Linked DNA regions of Rattus norvegicus: region 1 is linked to region 2. The links are chromatin contacts, called in public Hi-C maps. All regions are on one chromosome and are shown on one strand. Each heading gives the region's core, a stretch centred on a gene start, on an enhancer-like site or on the middle of the called end of the contact. The rest is flanking DNA. Distances are from core to core; before and after follow the strand shown.

The links. A called contact is a pair of places that touch in the nucleus more often than the background predicts.
Region 1: a contact with region 2 is called in a Hi-C map of mammary epithelial cells, with 1.9 times the contacts expected there. The contact joins the enhancer-like site here to the promoter of Sema5a in region 2. A contact is called at or near these places in 2 of 12 Hi-C or Micro-C datasets (frontal cortex and mammary epithelial cells).

What each region holds. Positions count from the first base shown.
Region 1 is chr2:85,380,033-85,386,200 of GRCr8, forward strand. It overlaps Sema5a (semaphorin 5A), which reads left to right. Exons shown (of 23, transcript NM_001107659.2): 14 at 3,923-4,104. Among named protein-coding and RNA genes, the nearest start is that of Sema5a, 360 kb to the left of the region's middle. Within about 2 kb of position 3,124, at least 14 of the 93 cell types and tissues checked have an H3K27ac peak or open chromatin away from gene starts, as enhancers often do.
Region 2 is chr2:85,015,065-85,022,112 of GRCr8, forward strand. It overlaps Sema5a (semaphorin 5A), which reads left to right and starts at 5,660. Exons shown (of 23, transcript NM_001107659.2): 1 at 5,660-6,148. LOC134485782 reads right to left here. Exons shown (of 5, transcript XM_063282796.1): 2 at 6,973-7,048; 3 at 6,733-6,911; 4 at 5,239-6,638; 5 at 2,484-2,651. The coding sequence ends at 5,946. LOC100909539 (a long non-coding RNA gene) reads right to left here and starts at 5,505. Exons shown (of 2, transcript NR_110701.1): 1 at 5,239-5,505; 2 at 2,484-2,651. Snord123 (small nucleolar RNA, C/D box 123) reads right to left here and starts at 2,804; the gene lies at 2,735-2,804.

The DNA.
Region 1 (6,168 bases), core at 1,874-4,373, 360 kb after region 2:
TATAAAGACTCTCAAACCCTTCCTATGCAGAGTATTTCTTTCGTAAAAAAAATTTGCCTACTCCGGCATTCTTATCCAAGCCTCCCTGGATTACAAAGCTGACAATTTCATATTCCCTACAGAGCAATTAATTCATTCCAAAGAACCACATGGACTAGCCTTGTGGGTGATTTTTTTCCATTTTCTTTTCTTCGTCACTGTGACACTGTATTTCTTCTTGGCCTTATAACATTGGATTTTGCTGTGTAGCATGTAGATAAATACATGTCCAAGTCATTCCTCTGCTTAGCTCCTTTGTATTCTCATGGAGACAAACAATGCTGATGAACTTGAAGAGAATATTCTTTGCCCCAAGTCTTCTAATTTTCCTCTAATCATTTATCTTTTGTTCTCAAAGTTCTTATTAGTATTTAGAGGGCCCAGAAACCTTTAGAAAAAATAAATTGTCCTTACCCTACACTATCCTTTCCTCCTTCTCTGAGAAACTGGATGTATACAAGTGGCACATCGTATCCAGGAACTCAGTTTCCCCACCACTCCACTTACCAAGGCTGTCTGTCCTTGGTCAGGTCAGTTCAGTCTGCCCCTCCCACCTGTCCTGGATTCAGCTGATGACTGTCTTGGTATGTCATGACATACCTGAGAGAGTCTGAGGTGTATTTTCCCTTGCCCTCCTTCAGTTAAAGACTACGTTTCTGCCAGGGCTCCATGATGAGGGGACTCAGGCTATACACGGCAGTGACTGTCTGGCTCTGACTCTCATCAGGCTCCAGCAGTCCTACCAACTTTCCCACCTGCCAACTTAGGATGGCTGAAGCTCCTTGCACAGATGGCTCCTGGGTTCCACAGCATCTCCAGATCTTTTCCTAATGTTCTCCTGTCTCATAGACTCCATGCATAAACCCTACAAACCGCCATTTTGCCTCCTGACAGGACCATGCCAAACTCACACATGTATTCTTCAGTGTGATGTCCCACCTACCATAGTTACATTACTTTCTGTAGTTTTTGTAGGCTTGCTTTTTCCTAAACTAGAAGTAATGCTCTAGAGGCCTCTACTTCCTTCTCTAACAACAGAACTAGTTTGAGTCTAATAAACAGAAAAATTGGTCGGTCCACAGCAAGAGTCATTTTATGTAAAACGTTATCATTGAGGTAATTTGTTAAACAGCCGGAATGTCAATTCTCTGTACATTAGTGTCTGAAGTTCTTTAACTTATCTTGACTTACACATTTTCCCAATTTAGATTTCTGCATCAGATTTGAAGAGCTGTGACACATTGTTTTCATATGTGGCTGGTCTGCCTAGGAGGGCCTAGCACCAATCTGTCATGCACAGAGCAGCTGTACCACCACCACTACCACCAGGCAACATGCAGCTCTGAGCTCTATAGTCCTTTCTTTGCTAGTTTATCTGCTCACTAAAAGCTCAGTCAGCTGTCTGTTTCATTCCTGAACAATGCCAGCCAATGGTATAAACATGCCCTTGATTTTTAAAATTATACAGTACTTCCAATGTGAAAATACCCATCTTCATCTTCTCATCTATAGTAAGAGTTTTTGTCCCATATTCCTCTTTCCAGAAAAATGCCTCTGGTGAGGTCTGTGGACACTTGAGCAGTTTCTTGCCGTCCATATCTAATCTGCTTTGGGACACTCACAAGAATGCCATTACAGAAGTGTGTATCTCTCATCTGTGAAACCAGAATGGAAGCAACATCCTACCTGATGATGTGTCTGTTACTCAGGGCAGCCTTGGGCTGTCTGCTTGCCAAGCGCAGGTGTACCATTTCCTATAGCCCCCAGCACAGCTCATAGGTTGATATTTCTTATCATTTCTCATTTCCCTTGATGGATTTCCCACCCTAGGTAGTCATGCAGAAGAGTCAGTGAGAGTCTTATCCCTGGTCAGAACCCTGGGGCACAGAGGTGGAGAACTGACTCTACAGGTTTTCAGAGCAGCTCCTCCCTGTCTCAAACAGTCAACACCTTCTATAGAGAGCAGCAATGGTGCTCAGGATAGTATGGGCTGTGTACATGGATAAGTTATGATTCCCCATGCTTAATTCTCTGAACAAAAGACATGGGCTTTTTACATTGAAAACAAAGGTAACACTGTTTATGTCGCAGGCAAGGGTCTGGGTATGATTATTAACATAGACCTAGTTAAGTAATGGGTAGATGCACAAAGGAGATTGGAGCATCAATGTGAAAAATATCCAAAGTAGGAACTTTACTGATTTAACCAGACAGTCTGTCAACTCAGAAGCTTGTATTATCTTGTGGTGCAAGGTGTGTTACTCCTTAGAAGCATATGGATTCCAGGGAACCTAGGGTCTGAGCAGAAGCTGTGGCCAGAAGTGTCATTTATGGGGACCTTGGGAGACAAGAAAGCTTCCTCTTGGGAAATGTTCCTTTGCTTGTCCACTTGTGTTCTTGCTTACTTTCAGATAGGGCAGGCCAAGATCCTCCTTGTGGGTACAGTTTATATAGAAATAAGAGTGATTGGTAGGAGGGTTCAGTTCCATCCACCTGAGGAAATAAATGTTGACAGGGAAAGAGAAGGAATAGGGAATCACACTGTAGAGCCATATCTGCACCATGGATGGTAGAGAAAACCACATTAATGTGTAAACATTTCCCATTGTACTTAAAGAAATCATGGACCAAAACTACTGGTGCTTCTGTGGCTGGTGCCTTTCACATGCTGGCTGGCTGAAGAGACAGTCGGGAGCCAGAGAATGAGGAAAGAAAATACAGTTCTCATCAAGTCTTCCTTGCACTGCCTAAGACTCACCTGCCTTTGAATTAAAATGAAGAGGCTGGGACTTTGGTCCTCTCTGGTCCCTTTTGAAAGGAGGCCTTGACAGGGAAATTAACCTTTGAACCCAGGAGTATCTCTTTTCCATACATTTTCTATTACATGTGTCAGAAAGCTGCTCACTCTTCAGTGTTCAAGAACTGATGTCCCAACCACACTCAAACCCATAACAAAGCATTCTGCCTACAGTGACCTGCAGGAGTCTCTGAGCTCTGCCCTCAGGTCTCTCTTGGTGTCCCTGCCTTGCTTTCCTTCTTCCAAACCCAATGACAATAAAGCATCTGTCAGTGGCTCTCACTGACAGGGAACAGCCCAGCCATGTGACCCTCCCACACATTTATTCCTCTGTCATCACCCAAGCTGTCTGTGGCATCAAGCACCCCATCCAGCTGCTTTACAGGTTCCTTCCCTTTCTGTACAACTCAGCACAAGAACCCCACAAGCAGCATCCTACCCATCCTCAGCAGCAGCCCTGCGCAATGCACTTAGTAGCTATTACATAGAGTCATAAGCAGGTGCCAAGCACTTCCTGGCCAGCATACAAACCTCTGAGTGGTGCTTACACTATAGCTTTGGCAAGATCACTGCAGTGATCTCATTGCTCATGGGGACACTGAGATGTGCTTTGGCATCAAACATTGTCACTTGGAGGTAACATGTGAGCCCAGCCTGGATTAATCTTTCATGAGCTTTAGTTGTTTGAAGGTGTATAAAGCCATGCATCAATGTGTATATCTGTGGATTTTTCTTGTTCCTTGGGTTACCCATATTCAAATGGGTAGTTCTACCAAAACCTCATTCCTGAGTCGCGAACCTTTACTCTTCCCCTTCCTCTTCTTCTGCCCTCTTGCTCTTCCTCTCCCTCTGCTCCTTATTCCTTCCTCCTTTTGCTTCTTTTCATCCCCACTCCCTCTTTTCTCTTTATCTCTAGAATTGACCCGTGCTGTATAACTTTGAAATCTTCCCATACACACTGCCAACTTTAATTTTTTTTTTAAATTTTAAAATAGTTGTGCTTGCCACTTGAGAGACCTTTTTGGTTTTGTGTCTTGTGTTTCTGCTTTACCTTTTCTGACACCAATGCTTGCATTTGCTTTCCAGACCAGAAATCTCACCGTAGATGGGAGCTTTGGCCCGTGGTCTCCATGGACACCCTGTACTCACACTGATGGCACTGCTGTGGGATCCTGCCTCTGCCGGTCCCGATCCTGTGACAGCCCAGCTCCACAGTGTGGCGGCTGGCAGTGTGAGGGCCCTAGAATGGAGATCACCAACTGTTCCAGGTATGTGCCTCAGATCATTCAAATGCACCGTCTCATTTTATCTCAGATTGTGGAGGTATCTGGGCAGTCATTTTTAACACAGCCCATGCTTTAGTAGATGAAGGTGGCCAAAAAAAGGGGAATGCCCATCACTTAGCGATTACATCATTTGTGGGGAAATTTTCAACCCGTAGGTTAAGTTGTGAATTTTAACTGTTTATAAGCTCATCATTGGATAGGAAAATATTATGAATTTACTTGAGATAATTGTCTTCTTTGATGGAAATATCCATTACTTAACCTCTTCCTGAAATATGTGACAGGTGATCCCCACTTGTAGAGCATGAAGCAATAGCTGGAATGAATCTTTCTCTCTATGCCGTGATAGATCAGAACTCAGCATACCCCAGCTCTCTGACCTCAGACTGTTAGAAACTAGGGCAGTCCAGATGCTGTGATCCACTGGGGTCATCTGAGTTGCTTCATGTTCTTTTCTAACTACACTCACTTGTCCTGCCAGCCTCCCCTGTAGAGCATAGCACCTGAAGAGCTTCTGAGGTGAATTTGCAAGTCCCTTCTTCACTTGATTACAAACAAGTCATTTCTTAAAATCGTAGCTGGTTTTCATGAGCCTAGGATGTAGAAGCAGTGAGGGAAACTGTCTACGAAGCAACTGACTGAAGATCAGATTGGGTAATTGAATTGTTCGAGAGCCCAGGACAGGAAGGGTGAGTGAGAAAGATGTGAAGAGAAAAAAGGAAAACCTTGTCCTCACCAGCAGTTTTCACAATGAGTTTCTATGTATAGCAGCTTCAAGGTGGGTTCTATCACTACATAAAGTTTACAGAAGCCAAGGAGGGCCACAAAGATAAGGCTATGTAATAAAACAGAAAACACGACATAAGTTACTGGATTTACTTTGAAGATGACAATGAGCTATTTCATTACCAAAAGACTGGAGTGCTGGACTACACTTGTTCATCACTCGGGCTTCAGCTTTTGTTCCAGAAACTCGCCCTCTAAACAAGCTTGGCCAGCTTATTTCAGGTTAAAATCATAAGTAAACCAGACTGTTTCAGGGATGCTGTAAAAATATAAGCACATGACCACCTATCAAAATCTCCCATGCTCCCTGGGATTACTCCATGAGACTCTGTGATTATCCCCTACTCTACCTCTCAACAACCAAGTCCATACAATAAATAGTTACTGATAAGCTTGCTTCATTTATTTTCTGATTTCCTACAGTCCTGCTGGATTTAGAGACTTTTAGTTACCCATTACTGCACAGGTAACATGTTCTTCATATTATAAATAGAATATGTCATAAAGTCGTATATTTTCAAAAGCTTAAGAAATTAAGAGTTTTAAAAGAATATTAAAATATGTTGTAAAGTTTGAATAACCCCATGAATTATTTTGAAGATGTGTAAGGCTGTGGATAGAAGGGTATTAAAAACATGACTTGTTATTTTTATGAGTGATGTTGGAGGTGGTCTTGGTTTGATAAAATTATCAAGAATCTGTTAGTGTTAGGTTTCAGCTGGTAAACTACAAAATATTTTTAAAACTTCTCAGAAAGCTTCATCTTAACTACATTATTGTTAATTGTATCAACTTATATATTTAAACTGATATCTTTAGAATTACCATTACATACTTCTGTATTCTTAAAGGAATGTTTAAGGGGAAAATAAAGGCTAGTATGAACTGATCTTGTCCCAAGCTCATAAAAATAGAGTAACTGAGGATGCACAATGCCTATGGGGATGCCTATACAAAGAGAAGGTCTAGAGTTTAAGAGCCCTGGCTGCTCTTCCAGAGATCCTGGATTCAATTCCCAGCACCCACAGCACTGTAGATGGTTCACAGATGTCTGTAACTCTAGTCCCAAAGGATCTGATGCCCTCTTCTGGTATGGAGATGTATAGGCAGACAAACATAAAAAACATGAATCAATCTTTAAAAAAAGAAAAAGAAAAAAAAGAAGAAGAAAAAGAAGTCCCACACACAATACACATAGGAGCTTGGACCAAGCCCTACAATAAGTGTTCTAATGCCCCAAATAATAAAATACCCACAGCT
Region 2 (7,048 bases), core at 4,410-6,909:
TGTAGTTAGTTCTTTGATGCTGTGATAAATACCATGATCAAAAGGAAATCGGGGAAGAAAGGGTTTACTTCATCTCCCATTTCTAGTTCATCACTGAGTGAAGTGAGAGCAGGCACTCAAGGTCTGGACCTGAAGGTAGAAACTTAAACAGAAACCACAGAGGAGTGCTGCTTACTGGCTTGCTAGCTCTCTGGCTTCTGCTCAACTACCTTTTACACATAGTCCAGGACCATCTGTCTAGGGATGGTACCGCCGACAGTAGGCTGGACCCTCTATCTTAATCATTAATCAAGAAAAATGCCTCACACATATGCCATTGGTCCATCTTAATGGAGGTTTCATTTTCCCAGGCAACTCTGGTTGTGTAAAGCCGACAAAAAAACCGCGTCAGTTTAGTGAGTCTTTCACATTCTGTTCACCTTCTCTGGAAGTCCCCTCACAGGCAACCCCGTAGGTTGACTTTACTAACCCTCACGGCTCTTCTCAAGGTTAAGAATACAGAGCTCCTGAGGTTTCTAGGCTTTATTTAAGAGTCCTTTTCACTATCATCCTTGGCTCCTGGCTTATCTCCTGTTACAGAGCAAGATCGTGCCTGTAAGTCAGCTGCCACATAGAGTTCCAAGCAGAACCAGGCAGGAGAGGAAAGCAAAACCCATCACATCCATAAGCCACTGACAGACAGACCCTCACCCAGAGTTCATGTTGCTGTCCCTAACTGAATAGCACAGCTTCATCTGACTTCAGAAAGACTTGTGTGTTCATTTGCTTTGATACTATTTGAGGAACCATCACTGCTGTCACTATGAGAGGAGGTGTTAGCATTTGGAGTGAGAGAAGCTGACATGCTGAGGTAAGGCAGAAGGTAGAAGTAGAGGGAAGGGGAAGGGCAGAAATGTGTGTTGACAGAGGGGCTACAAGACCCCCTAGTCTTCATTCCTCACATTTGTTTGAGAAGACATGTCCCCCTTGGCTTAAGTCTACAAAATGCCCCTTTTATTGAATTCAATGTCATTATGCTAAATTTAGTTGGTAAATATTGAAATAAACTAAAGACAGAGAAATTGTGCTTCAATCTGAATACATTTCTTAGATGTATTTCTGAGAGTATTCATGTCACCTCAAAGCTCTACTTCTCAAAGACGGGGGAAGGTAGAAGACCTTAGTTAGTAAGTACAGAATATCCTCTTAAAATAAATGCAGCCATCTTTGCTGGTAAACACTCAAGACATATATGAGTCTCAATGTCAGAAAATAACTCCAAGGAAACCCTAAGGATACTTTATCTTTAGGCCAGAAACCATCTGCCTTTCCTGAAGATATTCCAAGAGTCATTTAAACTTAGCATTTTTCTTCTTCCTGTTCCATATTTCTAAAAGACAACTTGAACTGCTTTGAGAGCACCAGTTTTATCTTAAGAAAATTGGGTTGCCAAAATGCGTATCTAGAAATCTAACCACACACACACACACACACACACACACACACACACACACACACGAACCAAAATGCTTATAGATTTCTAGAATGCTTTGATTTCTGGAAATGCAGCTTAAATAAAATGTGATGTGCCACTGGAAGCTTGAAGAATCATCAAACACGTCAAGGAAACAGAAAACTATTGGTAACGAACCGACCCCATTACAGAGAGCAGGCTCATCTTCCTGAGTGTGTGTCTGCCTACATCCTGGAGTTAGTTACTGCTGTGGCCTGCATGCTTAACTAGGCTGCTTCTCTGAATGTGAGTATGAGGTGGGTTGAATTTGAGAGGTCATAGATAAGCAGATCTCACTTGGGGTAGGTGAAGGCAGATCACTCCGTGTCAACCATCAGGAACAACCAGGGACAGAGACCTCTGATCAGCCCTGGGAAGCCAAGCAGAACCCAGATAAGACATTAGTCTATAGAAAGGGCCATGCTGGAGGCTGCCTCACACATCCTAGAAGCCTGGAACTTTTAAGGATAGAGAACCTGTACTTTGTATTATATCCAAGTATGCTCTTTCTTGTGTGTGATGACAGCTTCTAACCTCCTACAATGTTCTTTTAAAATAAATCTAGGCTCCTTCACACCACTCAGGGAGAGGGCACTGAAGGCCAGAGAGCTTTCTTGGGGCAAAGGAAACCACCCTAAAGGGGCTTTGGTGAGTCCCGAGAGACTACAGGAGGCACTGGAAGTTCACACAATCTGCAACCCCTCTTGTTTAAAAGTCTTCCTCTTCGACAACATCCATGATAGCCACCACGGTGTAATCTGTGACTGCAACGGTGGATCTTCTGAGTGCCACAGAGTACTAAAACCGAAGCAGCACTGAGCAACACTATGGGGACATCAAGCTTCACTTCTCGGTGCCAGTGTTTAGCTGTAGTAAAATGGGTGGGGTCAGACAATATTGGGAAGCAGAGTGAAAAAGAAACTATGGAATGGTTACTGTAACATATGCCCAGCTTATCTGCAGGAAACATAATGTGAAGAGGCCACACTGCTTTCTTTTCTTTCTTTCATTTTTTAATCACTGAATATAAGTCTTGCTACATCTTATAGTCCAGGGTTAGGGAACCTTCCCAGGAAAGCGAACCGTGGTCTTCATGGCTCCTGGGGGCCACACTTTCTTCAGCTCCTTCTTGCTCCCTTCTCTGGGCTTTAGTCAGGTACTGGGAGGGAATATAAAGATAAGACAAAATTGTTGCATTAGTTCAAGGTCATGTGCTGCTTCATGTTTCTGAACCGAATCTGAGGTGAGTCAGGAAATGGATGGCGTTTTTCAAGTCACATGAATCAGCGCCCCAGAATTCATCATTTTCACCAACTGGTTTCTTTCATAGCTTTTCTCAGTTTTGGCCCTGTACCCAGGTTCACCTGAAGCAGTTGTTGTTGTTGGGAGGGGGGTGAGTGGGGAGGCTGAGGGAGAGGGAAAGGAGGGAAGAGGGAGAAGGAGAATTTTGTTGTTGATAACAACAAAACACTCTTGGTAAAATAATAAGCACATTTAGTTAAAAATCTGACTCTTCAAGGTGCCTTTAACGAGAATAGCTTTCTAAAAGGGGGAAGCAAATTCTATTAGGGGGAGGAAATATTTATAAATACTTTAAAATAATTGCATTTCAGAGTGCCTGCTTGTGCTAAGCCTCAGATGTGTTTTGTTTAACTGCTTCTTTCTCCTTTAGTGCTTGTGACTGACATTCCCGATGAGCTGGGTCACGTTGCATGAGAAGACATGAACTCAGAAAAGTTCACGAACTTTCTGCGAGTCAGTAACAAAATCAGTCTGTTTAGAACCATTTCACTCCCAGTGATTCTCAAACTTCCTAAAGCTGTGACCCTTTACTATAGTTCCTCATGTTGTGGGGACCCCCATCATAGAATTATATCACTGCTGCTTCATAAGTGTAATTTTGCTGTTATGAATTACAATGTAAATATCTGACATGCAGGATATCTGATACGCAACCCCTGTGAAAGAGTCACTCACCAACATAGAGGTTGTGACCCACAGAATGAGAACCACTGCTTTATACCAAGAAAGCTCTCTAAACGAGAATTTGGTTTCTGTACTTGCTTATTAGAGATTTTAACTCATTATCACCAATACGGAATTTTAACAATGGTACAGTGCAGTCTGTAAATAGTAAAATCAAACCTACATCCTGCCCCAGTAACACACATTCACTTCATTTAGTGGGTGAAATTCTAGGCGATAATCCTTATGGTACACAGGACGTATGCCTCCAAGCCAAGAGTGAGTTTCTTTGTCTGCTTATAAGTTTATGAGACAAGTTATCCCGCGGTGGCCCCAGGCTGGCCTTGAACTCCCAATCTGTCTGCCTCGGCTATCAATGCCATCAGAGTCCTGGGTACACAGGCTTACTAGCCTCACTCCTTTCTTAAAAATAATTTTTTTAAATGATGTGTTAATTGTTTTTATCAGTTGACATTGAGGGAAAAGGTCAAGAATTAGTTAAGTAAATTTGAGTCTTAATTTGCCTTTCTTCACCCCATCAGGCTCCAGCTATCCACCTTAAGGCAAAAGAGTTCAAGTGTAAGGCTGAGGTCTTCCACTGCCAGCCCCTAGAAGGCCTCCTTCTCCCAAGAGCCTCTCAGGCTGCTGTGCCACGTAGGCAAGAGAAGGGGAATGTTGGGAATGGCGCCAGTTCCCACCCACTTCTGAAGCAGCAGGAGAAGCACAGGAAGCCTATTACGGTTTCCCTTCAAGATTTGGAAGCCAGAAGCTGCCACCCCAGACCTGGAAGCCAGCCAAACAACCGTAGTAGATGCTTCCCAAGGAAGGCATCTGGGTTGGAGCCTTACCTACCACGCTCCACACTTCTAGACACAGCACCCTCACAGGTTGACATGGTTTCACTTAATTCTTTCATTTGAAAGGTGACAGACACAACAAGATCGTGGCAATTTGAGCTTCTATCCACCTCCTTTTGAATCTATGGTCCTGGAAGAGCTGTGATACATTCCAGTTATTATCTGGTCTCTGTTTAGCACTATAGAACATTCAAAGATGCCCTGAACTGTCACCAGCTCCCCTGTCCCTGACCTGAGCGCATTTGCAAGCTGCCAATACCAGGATGTGAATGTGACAAACAGAGACATCTTTAGGTCCTGCAGCTAAGAGGGTCATTGATGAAGTTCCTTGTGCAAAAGTATCCCGAAGCCACCAACAAGGCCCGACATGAGGGAAAAACATGGAGGGAAGGGGATCCCGCATGGCTATAGGGGCAGGGACCCACCTTTTCTGTCTTTCTTTATCCTGTAACTCTCCCTCTTAGCAACCCTGTATGTTGTTTAGAACTTGGTGAGTTGATCACTTCCTTAGAAGGAGAACTGAACAACGTGTCAATAAAACTGCCTTTCCAAGGCATTTACTTTGCGTTCCAAGATAAACTTCTTGTCCAGATGCTCACTCAGTAAAGTCCCAAGGTACTTGCAGAGGTGCCAATTAGCCTAGCTGGGTCTGTCCATGAGAGAACCCTCTTCTAATGCCCATTAGGGCTACCTGGGAACCTCCTACTCTGTTTCCTTGAATGGCAGATTTATTCATTTGTCTGATCTATTCTTTTCAAGAACTAGCTGAGCGCCTTTCTAGGCCCAACTCGCCTGTAAGAATCCGCGGCGACCCCCTCACCACCCCCAACACTCACCCCAGTCTTCTTAAGATGACACAGAAGAACTGAATCTTAAACTCCCACCTTCTTCCCACCCGCGGTCCGCCGAGGGGCAAGCACATACCTGGAGCCTAGGCCGGTCTAGCAGACGCCACGTCTCTGGTTTGGGTAGATCTGCCTCTAGCCCTTTATACAGCCCATCCTGCAAAGTAGCCACGTCGGAGCCACCGGACAGGGGGCGGGTAGCCAAAGAAGGTCTCTTTCAAGCGAGGAAGGGAGTCCGTAAAAACTCACCACTTGGGTGAACTTGCACTCGGGAGGCACAGATAGGACTCTTGGGGTGTGGAGAGAGCCCCCGGGGGTGTGTTTGGGGGTCCCATCTCGGGAAGAGGCGGAGCCAGAGGAGGGGCTAGGAAGGTCAGGAGCGGGTGGGGCGCCTAGTTTGCACGCGGGAGGGACGGAGTAGGGGAGGTGGGGCGGAGGGGGCGGGGCGGGGGCGGGGCGAGGCGGCCCTGTGTTCCCCGCCCCGAGCTCTGGGCCGGCTCACCCAGCTCTGGTCTACTCGCTAGGAAGGCGGCGTCGGCAGCGGCTGCTCACGTTGTGCCCAATCCCGCGCGCGCTGCGCTCCCGCCGCGGGTGGGCTCCTCAGCCTTTGGCTGGAGGTGGCCCCAGCCTTGCGGCGGCATCTGTATCCCACCTTCCCACTGCGGGGAGGTCCCGGCACGTGCAATCCTTCTTTGGGGTGTTCTGGTTCGCACGCGCGGACCTAAACAGAGGGTACCCAACTTTGCCATCTCACCGGTTGCCCTCTCTCGGCGCGAGCCTGTTCACTCAGCTGCACAACTGGAGACTCCAGCAGGCGAGCTGGTCCCCAGCCTGGCGCGCTGCGAGTGGAGGATAGCTCTGGAGAAGTGGCCGGGTGTAGTGGTTGTTGCTGCCTCGACTTTCCTCCTGGCGCACTGAAGAGGACCCTGGGAGCAGCTCCGGGCCCCGGGGCGCTGGATGACTAGTAGGAGGAACGCGCCCCGCATCTGGTGAGCTCGCTCCCCCGCAGAGTCCCTGGGTTTCATAGCTGAGACCTTGTGCGTGTGGACCCGGGGCAGCGTTGGTCCATCTGTGGTTGGTGTAGGTTTCAGATAGGGTCACTCTGCAGACACCTGGGTGGGGACAACCTGGCAGAGGCGCGTGCAGGAATAGGACTACGCTCAAAGCGGGGGCGGTCGCAGTGGAGATAGTGCACCGGCTGGAAGTTTGTGTCCTAGCCTTTCCCTGGATCCGAGCGCGGATTGGGAAGGTCCCGGTGTGCAACCAGCCAGTGGGCAAGCCTGCACCTCGGCCAGCACACTTCAGGTACGCCTGGAGATCTGTGCTCGTACTTTGCGCGAGGCCAGGCTCACTTGGTGGGATCTGGAACCGGGTTTGGTGGTTAGAATCGCCTACCTTCCTGCCCGGTGGACTAGGGGACGTGTTCCTGTTCTCTGTACAGGGATTTGCGATGCTCGTGAGAATCTGAGGGTAGTGGGACTAGGGCTCAACTTCGCCAGGGTATTTTGCTGAGGAAAGCTAAGGCAGAGGTGGCGAAGCTTGGGAACTCATCAGTAGGGTAAGCTTCACTCACGGATCCCCTGTCTGCTAGCAGCCCCGCCGCATGCGTTGCATACCGGGGCTCACGGTCTGAGGCCAGGCGAAGATCCGTGCTCAGGATGTTCCAAGGAACTGTTGGCGAGGAGTGATCCCCGGCGATCGTCCCTGGTACTGGGCCCAGCGCAGTTAGGTCCCGGCCCCGGCCCTGGTCCCCTCACCCCGGGCCCCGGGCTTTGGCGGGAAGCTCTTTCACCTCTTTTTTTGTTGTTTGTACCTGGATGCGGTTGCCTGGAGTTGGATTTTAACTTTCCGGCGCCTGCGGCATCTCGGAGATCCCCGGCAGGGGGCGC